2 separate regions of the Urocitellus parryii genome follow, and region 2 is linked to region 1. A link is a contact called in public Hi-C data. All regions are on one chromosome and are shown on one strand. The core of a region is the stretch at or near the end of the contact, and the rest is flanking DNA. Distances in the headings are between cores, read along the strand shown. Region 1 holds the start of Gabpb1 (GA binding protein transcription factor subunit beta 1). Region 2 holds the start of Ap4e1 (adaptor related protein complex 4 subunit epsilon 1).

Region 1 (5,897 bases), core at 94-2,593:
CTTTATGTTTTATCAATAAAAATATTAAATAAAAACAAATAAAGACTGTGGCTCCTATACGGTTCTGCTTCCAATTTAGGAATACTGAGTTATATCAAGACTATGAATCTTTATTGCATCACTATTACAAAGGGTAAGTGAAGATAAATTACTTATTTGAGGCCACACAAAAACAGTGGGAAATATGAATTCCGTTTAAACTTGTCAGTTCTGGACTAAACTTCGCGTTGTCTGAGATACTCCCAACTCCTAGATACAAGGATGCCAAAGTTCCGCTCTTTGTAGGTTGGGAAAGCGATCCCCGAGGTTCCCTGTTAAAAAAAAAAAAAACATTAGTATGTTGAGTTACTTTGGAAATCTCATAAACATTTAAGACTTTTCCTTTGCAAATCGCCATCTCCGAATAAACTTGCTTTTAAAATAAAACGCAAAAAAGCTTTATGTTGCAGGCACAGAAAAATTGATCTCTACCTCTGTGACAGGTGACAAGTAATCCAAGGGAATTCAGTGAGCAAATTATTGTAGTCTACAAAGTATGAGGCACCATTAGAACGCTTTTTTCAAAAAAGGTTACAGAAACACGTACATCCTCGTCATAAACCTGACTGTTCAGTTTATGCGAAGTGGAAACAGTCTTCGTTCCTCCCCTGGAACTTCAACAGCGACTCCCGTCCCAGTCTAGGGCCACTTTAAGGTAAATCCTAGCCTCCTGGCTGCCCTTCCGTCTCCCAGAATTCTGCTAGGCGGTCCAATTGGCAAGCTTAAATCTCAAGGATCCCGCAGTCCACGCCTTTCAACGGTCATGTCGGAGACATACTAGCGTTAGCACACGCCAGCTTGTTTCCAAACTCCTACCCATCTCGGAAAGAGGCGGCGCGGCGCGGTGCGGCCCGGCTGCTATTCCGCGCACATGGCCCGCCGCAGCTCCCACCCCCGCTGCCGCGCAGGCGCCGGGCGAGCCGGGACTTGCGGTCGCCGACAGCGGATCATTCCGCCGCCTTCTTTGTGTAGCTGAACGCTAGAAATGGCATATTTTCCTTCCTTCTGTTAAAAAACAAAAAATCAAACCCTCTTGTCCCTTCCTCCCACCGGAATGGGGTTAGGGAGTGGATGGGAGCGGGATCTGCACACAAAGGCAGGGGCGAAAAAGCCTCAAGCGAAGGGCTGACGAGGGCCGGGTCCGGGAGGGATGCTGGGAGCTTGACTCACTCGCACACCATGTGTCCCTCCGCGCGCAGCACGGGGGACTTTTCGGTGGGGATTTTGGGCGCCGACCAGACGCGGCATTTTCGGAAAATAGCGCCCTGTGCAGCTGAAGCGCTTAGTGTGTAGCGGGGCCGCGTCAGCCCGGCCGGGTACGAGGCGCCTCGGGTCCCCGCACCACCTCCTGCTGCTCCCCCGTCGCCGCTCCCGAAGCTTTTCCAGGTCAGTGCGGGTCTGTGTAGGGCCCTGTTACCACCGGATGTGGAAGTTGATCTCTTCGCTGGTAAAAAATAATTCCACTTCCCCCGGAACCCAGATCATCCCCGCGATTTCCTGTTTATTGCATTAAGGCGCCGGGTTTCCGGGGCTCCTGGACCCGCTTATTCCGCGGGGGTCGACGGGGTCGGCCTGGGCGCCCGCTCCGCCCGCGCCGCCGGCGCGCTTTGTCTGCCGGGCACCCCGCTTCTGGGAGGGGCGGGCAGACATGGTGGCGGCCGCCGCCCCCTCCTCGGCCCTGGCATGCCGCGGCCTCCCCTGCGCTTCCCGCTGAGCCGCTGCTGAGCGGCGGCCCCGGGGCTGCGATGGGGTCGTACCGGGGCAGCGGGGACTCTGTGGGCGCTGGGAGGCTGGCAGTGGGCGGAAGAGGGAAGGAGGCAGGCGCGGCCCGGCCTCGGCGCCCGCCGCCCCCGGCCCCGCCAGCCCCATTGTCTCTGCGGCCTGACGGTCCCGCCGGCCTCTATTGAGCGGGAAGGGCCGACTGGCCCTGTCGCGCTGTGCTGTGGAGCCCGCGGAGCTGGAAGGCTGTCGGATCGCGGTGGGAGCGGCGGGATTGGACAGGGTTAACGGGAGAGCTCAGCTGGTGCCGGGCAGGGCCGCCACGGCTACTGCCTCGGCCGCGGGGACTCGAGTCCTGAGGGGACGAAGCCTGTGGTTCTGAATGTTCGGGACTTCTGCCCCAGAGACTTCGCCGCTGGGACTTATGAGAACAGATTCGGGACAGATATTGAGAATTTTGCCAGGTCATCTCTGCCTGGGCACAGTTAATCGGTGTGATATTTAGTGAGTTTCGTTGAAGCTGTCCAACTGTGTTGAATCAGCGTGCCTAGTCTCAAGGGTGCATCGTGAAAACTGAAACCAAAGGAATGATTCTGGCCTGCTTTGTGTGTTTTCCCACTTTAAGCTTGTTTTCAGTACACAAATTTTTGATTCAAAGCTGATTGGACTGTGGCGAGCAGAGAGATCTGTTCAAAGGAGGGCAGAGAGCACAGTACTTCTGAAGGGGGCTTGATAATGTGGAATTATTTTCTCTCTCCGGTCACTGGGTTGCTGGTTGAATTCAGGCAAGTGTTACTTTCTGAAGTATAATTTTAATCTGCACACAAGTTTCATGTAGTCGGTGGATGATCCTTGTAGATTGCCATCCCGGAATTAAAAACTCACTCTAATTTATCATGCAGAAGTTGGTGCTCAGAAATTCTTTTTTGCTCGTGTTTTAAATCATGTTAAAACCCACCCAGCTTGGTTTAAATTTCTTCTGCCATATTTTGACACTTCCACTTTCAGGCTCAGACTTTCAATTTAAGGAAACTGAAGAAGGCTGTATCTTGTTTTTTTTTTTTTTTTTTTTTTTTACAAAAAGTTTTTTTTTTTTAAAAAAACAAACAGACTGACTCCAGGTTAACACAGTGACATATTAGGCAAGCGTGACATTGTTTTGCATTTCTGCAAATCTTTTTAATGCTTGATTAATGGAACACCGCTGGTTGTGGTATCGTACCATGTAACATCTGGAAAACTCCACTTCTGTCTCCCTCCTTTTTTAACACAGAAGTGTGTTATTCCTGTCTGTTTTCACTGTGTAAGTCATATAAGGATACTATCCAATACATATTTTAAAAATCAGGATAATAAGGATGATTCTTGTACTTTTTTCTTGGGGTCTAACTTTTTAAGAAGTTGAGATTTAGGGGTGGGGCTTTATAGTCATGGGTAGGGGGTTTACCTAGTATGCTCCAGGACCTGGGTTCATTCTCCAGTCCCAGAAAAAATCAATTGGGCTTTTGGTGCATAAACAACGTAATACTTAAAGATTATGTAACCTGCATATGCTCCTGGAGATTCATTTTTTTCTCTTTTTGTTATATTCCTACGTACACACAGTGAAACAGTGTAATTTGATCAATTTCATTCCCCAGTATCTCCTCTTTCCCCCTCCCTATCCCTGATCCCCTTCTTTCTATTCTATTGGTCTCCCTTCTTCTTTTTTAATTTGTCCTAATTAGTTATACATGATAATAGAATGCATTTTGACACATTGTACACAAGTGGAACACAAGTGGAACACTTCTTCTCATTCCTCTGGTTGTACATGCTGCACACCAGTAGTGGAATCATACATGTATATAGTGTAGTAATGTCAGTCTCATTCTCCTTACCATCCCCACATCATCACTGAAGATTCATTCTGAGTGATTAAACTTTGTCTTTAATTCCAATATGTTTCTTTAGTTATGTACATAAATAAAACATGAATTCCACATTAGATGTACTTGTGAAAATCTGTGTGTAATTGTAATCTGAGTATAGGACACTTTCAAAGCACTGTGGGAGCTCCAGATTTAAAAGAGTAAAACCTTCGTTCAATCTGTGTAATGTATCTATACACATCTAGAGTTTTCTGTCTGAATCTTTAGAAACTTTTCTGTCTGGACAGTTATAGTGCAGTGTGTAAAACTTTAAGATCACATTTTGTTTTAATGGTTTGGAAAGGAAACTAAATTTGTTTCCAGTTGTTTCTGTGAACTCTACTCTGAATCTGTCAGTCTGTACTGTTCCATCAACAGGAAGCATCTGGTGGTTCTTCATGTAATTGTTAAAAAATGTCAGGTGTATTTTTTAATAGTTTGCTGTTCCTATGAAAGTAGGTTGAATCTTGGTTAATTTTACTTGATTTTAGTTTTTTTCCCTCCAATATTAAAACTAAAAGTCTTTATAGTAGGCTACATCTCCTACAGAATAGACCCCCCCCCCAAGTATCTTGTAAACAGGTAAAGCAAACATGTTATTAGGAATTCAGAAATTTCATATGAAAAAAATTTTTTTTCTGCACTGGGGATTGAACCCAGGGTGCTTAACTACTGAGCCACATCCCCAACCCCCCACCCTTTTAAAAGTATTTTATTTTGACTGGTTTGGGGTCTTGTTTTCCTTGGGGCTCTGCTAAGTTGCTGAGGCTGGCACTGAACTTGTGATTCTCCTGCCTTAGCCTCCTGAGACTCTGGGATTACAGGTGCCCATAACCTTCCTGGGCTTTTTATATTAAATTTCAAATCACATTCAGTTTTGAGGGTACATGAGGCCCTGTACCAAGTATGGATGAACTCACTGTTGTGCTCCCTCTCTTTCCTCTCACTTTGCAAACATTAAAAAACAAACCCAGCTGGTGGGGATGTAGCTCCCTGATAGAATACTTCCCTGGCAAGCTTGAGGCCCTGGTTTCTGTCCCCAGCACTGCAAAACAAACAAGCAAACAAAACCAAACCCAAACAAGGTCTTGGACTCAAGACAAATTATTTTTTTTTTCTTTAATGTACGTATTTAGGAAGTATTTAGAGAGTACAGTGTGATAATTGGATACATGTATACAACGTAATGATCAAAGTAATGAGCATTTCCATCTGCTTAAACAGTTATTGTTTTGGGAACCTTTGAACTCTTTATTATTAAAGTCTTTATAATATATAATAAGTTGTAAACTATAATTACCTTACTAAGGATAATTTAGTTTTTTTTTTAATACAAGCCCCCCACCCTTTTTTATGTATATTATTTAGAGTGGGTTGGGGTCTTGTTTTCCTTTTTTTTTTTAATACTTTTATTTTGTTTTATTTTTATGTGGTGCTAAGGATCGAACCCAGTGCCTGTCACGTTCTAGGCAAGCTGCTCTACCGCTACAACCCAGCCCCAGTAATTTAGTTTTCTAACAAAAATCATTCCTTTGGTTCACACTTTTGCACTTAGTCATATTTCTGTACCACAAATATGTCTACTTTGGGACGATGATAATTAATGTTTTAGTTAACTTTACTGAAAAGTTCTACCATACTCTCTAAAAAGTAAATCCAGAGCCAGATGAAATTAGTGTTTAATTAGTGTTTTCTCTTACTACAAACACTACATTGCTCTGTACAGAAATGTTTTGGTGCAATTAGCTGTCAGTTTAGCCGTTGCTCCTTTATTTGGGCAGAGTATATCCATAAGTGTAGAGACTTAAACTTGAAGTGATTTCTCCTCTAAAGATAAATCCATATGTAGGGATATAGATACAGATATTTAAAATTCAACTCTACTTCGCTTACCATTTTTATAGTACTTGAGACCCATGACCTTGTTTGTGCATGACTCAAGTGGTCTACTACCGAGCTACCTCTGCCCCCGCCTTCCCTCCTTTTTTAAAAATGTATTTTTGAGATAGGATCTTGGCTATATTGCTGAGGCTGACCTTGAACTTGTGGTCCCCTGCTTCACCCTTGGAGTACTTGGGAATACAGGCATGTGCCACCACATCTGGCTTTATTTTTTAATAGGAATAATTGTAAAGGCTGTAGTTAGGGCCCCAAGTTCTCTTGCACAAATAGACAACGTGAGAAAGACTTCACAATTTTAACTGTGTGTTTAGTGTGAATCAACGCTAT
Region 2 (6,630 bases), core at 2,076-4,575, 450 kb before region 1:
TTGTAACATTACCTCAGTTTGTTTGTTAGTTAGTTACTGGAGACGGAACCCAGAGGATCTTTATCACTGAGCTACATCCCCATCCCCAGTCCTTTTATTTATTTTTTTTATTTTGAGAAGGCCTCAAACTTGCAATTCTCCTGCCTCAGCTTCCAGAGTCTCTGGGATTATAGGTGAGCTTTGCCACAAATGGTTTACCTCGGTTTTCCTAAAGTCACAATGATCTTTATTTAAGCAAAATTACTGCCTACATTACTATTTTCTTGTATTTAGAGAAGAAAATACATTTGCCAATGCAGGAATTCTCTTTACAATTTCTCTAACAGTCATCCTACCTCTACATGATCACCTTAGAAACAGACTACTCTGAGGTATGCCCAGAACAGGATGGCCATCATTATACCATCATCCTTCCAAATTCTGACTCCTGAACTTCTACCTATTAATCTTAAGTTCTACCCAACACTAGGTTTATATCTTTTAGCAACAAAAACTGTATACAGTAATACCAATTATAGAAAACGAAAATCTAATGTGCTCATGTAAAATGATTATCTTGATATTTTTATTGAGGGGAGAGAAAACATCCATCCCCCCCAGTGACTTAAACATAAAAGGCACTTATTAAATATTTGCTGAATAAATGTTGTTTGGGAAAAAAATCTCATTAAAAAGAAACAAGGGCTGGCTGGATATTCAGCTCAGTGGCAAAGCACTTATCTAGCATTTGAGAGGCACCACAAAAATAAATAATTTTTTTAAAACCTGGCATTACACATAACATACAAACACTGAATTATCATACCATATCCCATAAAGTTATAAAATCATTATATGTCAATTAAAAATAGCAATAATAATGATAACAACAAAAGCCTATATTTTAATCTAACTATGTGGAAATAGCCTCACAGTGGCCTGCATATTCAGAAGCCCCCTAATACAGTTGCTAAAGGAATGCTGTTTGAAAAATCAAATTATATAGAACCAAGTTTAAAAACAACTAGAAGTTGATTTAACTAATATGCCATATACTAGGTTTCAGAGCAAGAAAACAATTAATTTACTTGGTCAACCAACCTATACTCCAAAAGGTATAGTATCAAAATTAAAGATCTACAATGTAAGAGCAGAAGATACAGCTCAATGTAGAGCATGAGCTTCAGCATGAATGAAGCCCTGGGTTCAAATTCCCAGTACCACCAAAAAAAAAAAAAAAAACAAGAAAAATTTGTAATATATCAATTTAGGTCCAAAGATATTTTTAAATGATAATATCTTAGCCTTTTCCAAGTACACAATATGATAAGTACTGGAGTCCTATGAAGATTGTTGTACTTCTGCAATTACCATTATGTTTGTCCCGACTTGACAAAGGCAGGCAAGTCTGCTTCCAATGCAGCCAGTCAATGAAAAAACCTAAGTTAGTCTGACTTGCTACAATATATAACTGATTTTGATATAATTAAATTAAATTTTAGAAATATCAGTCAGATATCAAGATTGAATCCATCCATAGTGGATCAGATTTCAAATCCAAATGTTTGACATTGACTATAAAAACTTACGAGTGTGGTAGTAGGAGCAGAAACAGTTGCTCTCAGACTATTCAGTTCCTGCTGGATTAATTTCTCTTCTTCCTAAAACAGTGAAAATAATTAAATGCTTAAATAACTGTCTTTTCAAGCTGTAAACATATTATCAAGGGAAAAATAAAACATAATAATTAAAAGGAAACATGATCTTAAAAGTGAGTTATAAATATTATGTGCTTAAGATCTACCTAAAGATACTCATTTCTCCAACCCTCAAAATCATCCCTCCAGAGAATAAATGTTTCCAGGCTAACCTACCATTTCTCATCTTTTCACTCAGTTACTGTCCCTTTAAAAACCTATTTGGCGGGGAAAAAAAAAACTAAAAGTGGAGAGAAAGCAGAAAAAAATTTTCCATGTTCTGGCCAGCATAAGAGTCTCACATCTTCCCCTTAAAGAAGACTTTTTGCATAGGGTAAGAAGGCAGGTTCCCCACATTGTTTCTCTCACTTTTTATATCAAAAACACCAGTGTGGTCACTTCAATGTTTGCATTGTATATCTCCTTAAGCAGTTAAAAATTGGCCCCATTTTAAGCTAATATAATGTTATCTTTAAATTACACATGAAATTAGCAGGTGTTCATTAGACAGTTAACCCAGAACTACCGGTGAAGTACTGCCACACAGCTATCTACAGTTTCAGACTACCTGTTAAACTTTCAGAGCACTTTGCTTTTTTTTTTTTAAGTATCTGTTGAACAAATTATGACAAAACTCGTGTTTTTAAGATATCAACTCCTTTGAGGTTTTGAATCAGAATCTTACACAATCTATGTAACTACCAAAAGTCTATGGGAATTTTATTTTATTTTACTTTATTTATTTTGGTGCTGGAGATTGAACCCACAGCTTTGAGCATGTAAGGCAAGCATTCTACCAACTGTGCTATACCCCAGCCCCAAAGGAATTTTAACAACTTATTATAACTGCTCATTCTCAAAGCTCATCTGAAGCACAGACTTACTCAGCAAATATTTTAGTTTGGAAGAATAAGGGGGTGGTATTATTGTTGGTATTCTTTGGTCCAACCCACTGATTTAGCCTAAGAACCTCAAGCTCCCCCATCCCCAGAGATATCCACAGCAGGCTCAGGTGGCACAGAGTGGCAGGTTAAGGTCCATGAGGTCTACCAGGAGAAGGGACTGGGGAGCAGAACAAACTGAGCAGGGAACCAAACTTTGTAAGTGAACAGTGCCCGACACTTCCAACGCACTGGGTATTTTCACATTTTGACATTTCATCTAGTCCTCACAACAACTTATAACATTTGTATTGGCACTCTTCCACTTAAACACTGAGAAAACATCCAAAGGGTCGGAGGTTAAACAAATTTGCCCCCAGATCGGAATGAGTCAGATTCAGGGCCAGCAGTAGAAACCCGGCCTCTCTGCTGTCAGTCCGGGTAAGAGAGTGAACCTTCCAGACAGACTGCAGGACGGGTCCACACAGGCAGTCCCCTGATCCCCGCGGGAGCGCGGGCGCTGACCCTCGCAGCGGGCCTCCCCCGCGCCCCGGCCTCCCCGCCAGCTGGGCACCTACGTGCTTGGAAGTGAGAGCGGTAATGCCGCGGACTAGGCCGCCCAGCCTGGAGGAGAAGGACGCCTTGGGGGCCGCGGGCCCGCCAGCCGGCTGGTTCTGCAGAAACAGTCCCGGCAGCGCCGTCAGCGTCTTCTCCACGATGTCGCTCATCTCCGCCGCCAACCGCGCTCGGGTCACCGCCCGGCTTCATGCCCTGCCTACCCCAGCGGCTCGGCCTCCGTAGGCACTTCCTGTATTTTGAAGAAGAAATCTTTATTCGCGTCCCGCGTGTTCAAACAAAGTGTCGTTCTCGGGAGAGACCGCCGGAGGGCGCAAGAGTCCACGGGAACAGAGTCTCCCCGAGCTGGCGCCCAGAGGCTGGCCGCCAGTGGAAGCTGACAGGTGTCCGAAGCTCGCGGTTTTGATGACAGCGTCAGAGCCCACGCAATTGTGACTCCCCCTGAGGAAGCCTCTCGGGGCCTGTAAGTCTGCTTAGCCCCTTTCTCCTTAGCTATCTCCGCCAGCCTCTTTAGGGACGCCCGAGATCGGCCACCCCCCAGGGTCTGCAGACTGCAGACACACGGCCCCTCCCACTGCGGCACCCCAAGAAGCGGCTCCACGTGGGTCCCGGCGTTGTGCGCGGCGGGACACACCCAAGGTGTTGAATGACAGCGCGGCCGCCCTGGGGACTGCCAAGGTGGTTCCCCGCCCTCCCCTATCCTGTATCCTGGGTCGTCTGGAGGCTGACTCTGGGACGTGGGCGGTGTGACTCTGCAGACTCCTACTCTGCCCGCCGCAGTCTAAAGGTCACTTTTCTGAGCCTCCTGCTTACTTGGCAGGCCAGGAGAGGTCTCCCTGTGCCACCTCTCACAACTCTGCTTTCTTTTCCATTTTAGAACTGATCACAGTTGCCCCTACATAATATTTACCTCTCTCTACAGAGAATATTCTAGTCATAGCTACTACCCCAGCTCCTAACTAGAGCAGAATCTAAGACAATGATTCTCAAAATATGGTCTGGTGAATTCTGAGGGGCCCTGAGACCCTTTCAGGAAATCCCCCAAGTAAAAATGATATTTATAATAGTACTTAAATGTTATTTGCAGTTTTCATTCTAGTTTTCTGGGACTCTCAAGAGGCTAGATGACACATGATCGCTTTGTTAGCTGCTGAAATGTGTGTGCTTCCAAGGTACTAGGTTAAAGGTATAAATACGAGTGTTTGCAGAGGTTAACTGTCCTCAGTATCTTAGTGTATTTTTTCAGGCTTTCTTTTGAACCAGCTCTCATCTCTGAAACCTCCTTATAGTCCAATATGTGGGTTTTTCTGAAATCCTGAAATTGTTCTTGTACCTGAGCAGGAATTCGAGAAAAAAATGGTCTGCTTGTTGACTTGTTTTGCAAGAGTCATTTTTTGTTTTGTTGTTTTGTTTTGTTTTGTTTTTTAAATTTCTAGGAAATTTTTCTAAATATTTCAACTTTATCTGAAACTCAATTTCTTTTAGAATTTAATATTTTATCCCAAAATAAATTTTGTTTATGATTTTTAAATTTAGGATTTTTATTGGCTAAAAAAAGGGAAATTAGAAGATTTGCTTTCTAACTTTTTCACATTTAAAAATGAATTTTGTAAATGATGCTAACATCAATATCAGAGAATTATCCGACTCAAGAGAAATCTGTGCAAAACTGTAAGAAAGGAAAGTATCACAAAGGTTTCTTTCCCTTGGCTTTGGAGATGTTTATCATTTACCTTATTGTATCTTTTTTTTAATATTTATTTTTTTCTTTTTTTTTTTTTAGTTTTCGGCAAACACAACATCTTTGTTTGTATGTGGTGCTGAGGATCGAACCCGGGCCGCACGCATGCCAGGCGAGCACGCTACCACTTGATCCACATCCCCAGCCCCTACCTTATTGTATCTTATTTAATAGAATATTTCCAAATACTGTTATGGAGCCAGTTTAGTGGAGGCATTATCAGAGTTTAAAGAACGGGGAGAATTTAGTATTTTAAACATAGACATGACAAACTTTATAGAAACCAATGCTTTGTTGTAAACACTTCTGAAAATAGAATGAAAACCTCACTAATGCATCTTACTGCAGGTTAAATTATTGTGTTCATTGCATTGGCTGAAAAAGGGCATGAAATAGCTGAAAGATCTAAAAAGCCTTGCACCTTACTGGATGAATGCCTGCTACGTCAAAAATCAGTAAAAGAAATCATGGTGGTGCCACTTTCCAAAGATGCAGCAACTCACCAAAAGTTACTATAAACCACAGTCATCAAGACAGTGCAGTACTGGAGTAAATATTCACAGTAGCATTATTCACAATAGACAAAAGCTGAAAACAACCCAAATATCCAAAAACTGATGAATGAATAGAGAAAATATGGTATATCCATACAATGGACTTGTTATTCAACTATCAAAAGAAGTAAAGCACTGATAACATGCTACAAATGTGTCTACCTTGAAAACATTATACTATGTGAAAGAAGCCAGTCACAACAGACTAAATGTTGTGTTAGTCCATTTATATGAAATGACCAGCAAAGGCCCATCAGTAGGCAGAAAGCATATTGATAGTTGCCTAAGACTGAAAGTGAAAGTGAGAACTGACTGCCAATAGGGAGCTTTCTGGAGTGTGGCAATGTTCTAACACTGCACTGTGACAACGATTGCACAACACTATAAATTAATTGAAAAACCATTGGCCATACACTTACAATAGTAAAGTTTTATGATATGTACAATGTACTTCAATAAAACCATAAAAAAAGGCTTTGTGAATTTTGAAATGCTGATTCATCTTGATTTACAATTTGCTATAGGATCTTTCTGGGACTTATTGACCAGAAATTAATGCAATCATAGAATTCATTTAGAAAAAAATAATAATAGTAATACATTGAGGAAGGTCTGTAAATGGTGCCCAGAGAAAAGCCTTAGGAATAGTGAGCAGGTGGTCAGGAAGCTTTCCAAGTGGAGAGGCAAGGCCTACTTTATCACTACTGGTGGTGTTCTAGGTACTGGGGATTTGGCAACTTTAAAGAATATAGTGGGGATTTGGCAACTTTAAAGAATACAGTCCCCCTCCTATGCCCAAGGGGGCGCCAGAGGAGCAAGACTGGGTCATGACTGAAGACATTCCCAGCTGGAGCACTATCTGAGTTCATTCAAATTCTAATCCAGGTTCTTTAGAAACCAGAACTCTCCATTTCCTTGTATTTTTCTTCTTGAAAGAAGGAGGGAATTTCTTGAAGGTGGCTTACTTGTAAGTCTGAAAATGCATCATGGAGAGCCAAGTGAAGCTCTCCAGGGGAGAGGCAGCAGTTATAGCCAAAAGAAACGGCCTAAGAAGAGCTTTTTCAGGATGACACATGCTATTTTCTTCTCTCCTTCCATGACTCAGATTCACATTTCACACAGACCTCTGCCTGTGTTTTCTTTCCCCTGCCTTGACCTCAAACCAACACAGACTCTGTCCTCAGTATTTTCCCACTCCTGCT

The links. Hi-C and Micro-C count contacts between places; a contact is called where the count stands out from the background.
Region 2: a contact with region 1 is called in a Hi-C map of muscle, with 5 times the contacts expected there. The contact joins the promoter of Ap4e1 here to the promoter of Gabpb1 in region 1. A contact is called at or near these places in 2 of 2 Hi-C or Micro-C datasets (liver and muscle).

What each region holds. Positions count from the first base shown.
Region 1 is chr6:96,493,113-96,499,009 of mUroPar1.hap1, reverse strand. Gabpb1 (GA binding protein transcription factor subunit beta 1) reads left to right here and starts at 1,343. Exons shown (of 9, transcript XM_026390694.2): 1 at 1,343-1,425.
Region 2 is chr6:96,945,441-96,952,070 of mUroPar1.hap1, reverse strand. It overlaps Ap4e1 (adaptor related protein complex 4 subunit epsilon 1), which reads right to left and starts at 3,325. Exons shown (of 21, transcript XM_026391775.2): 1 at 3,136-3,325; 2 at 1,569-1,640. The coding sequence starts at 3,285.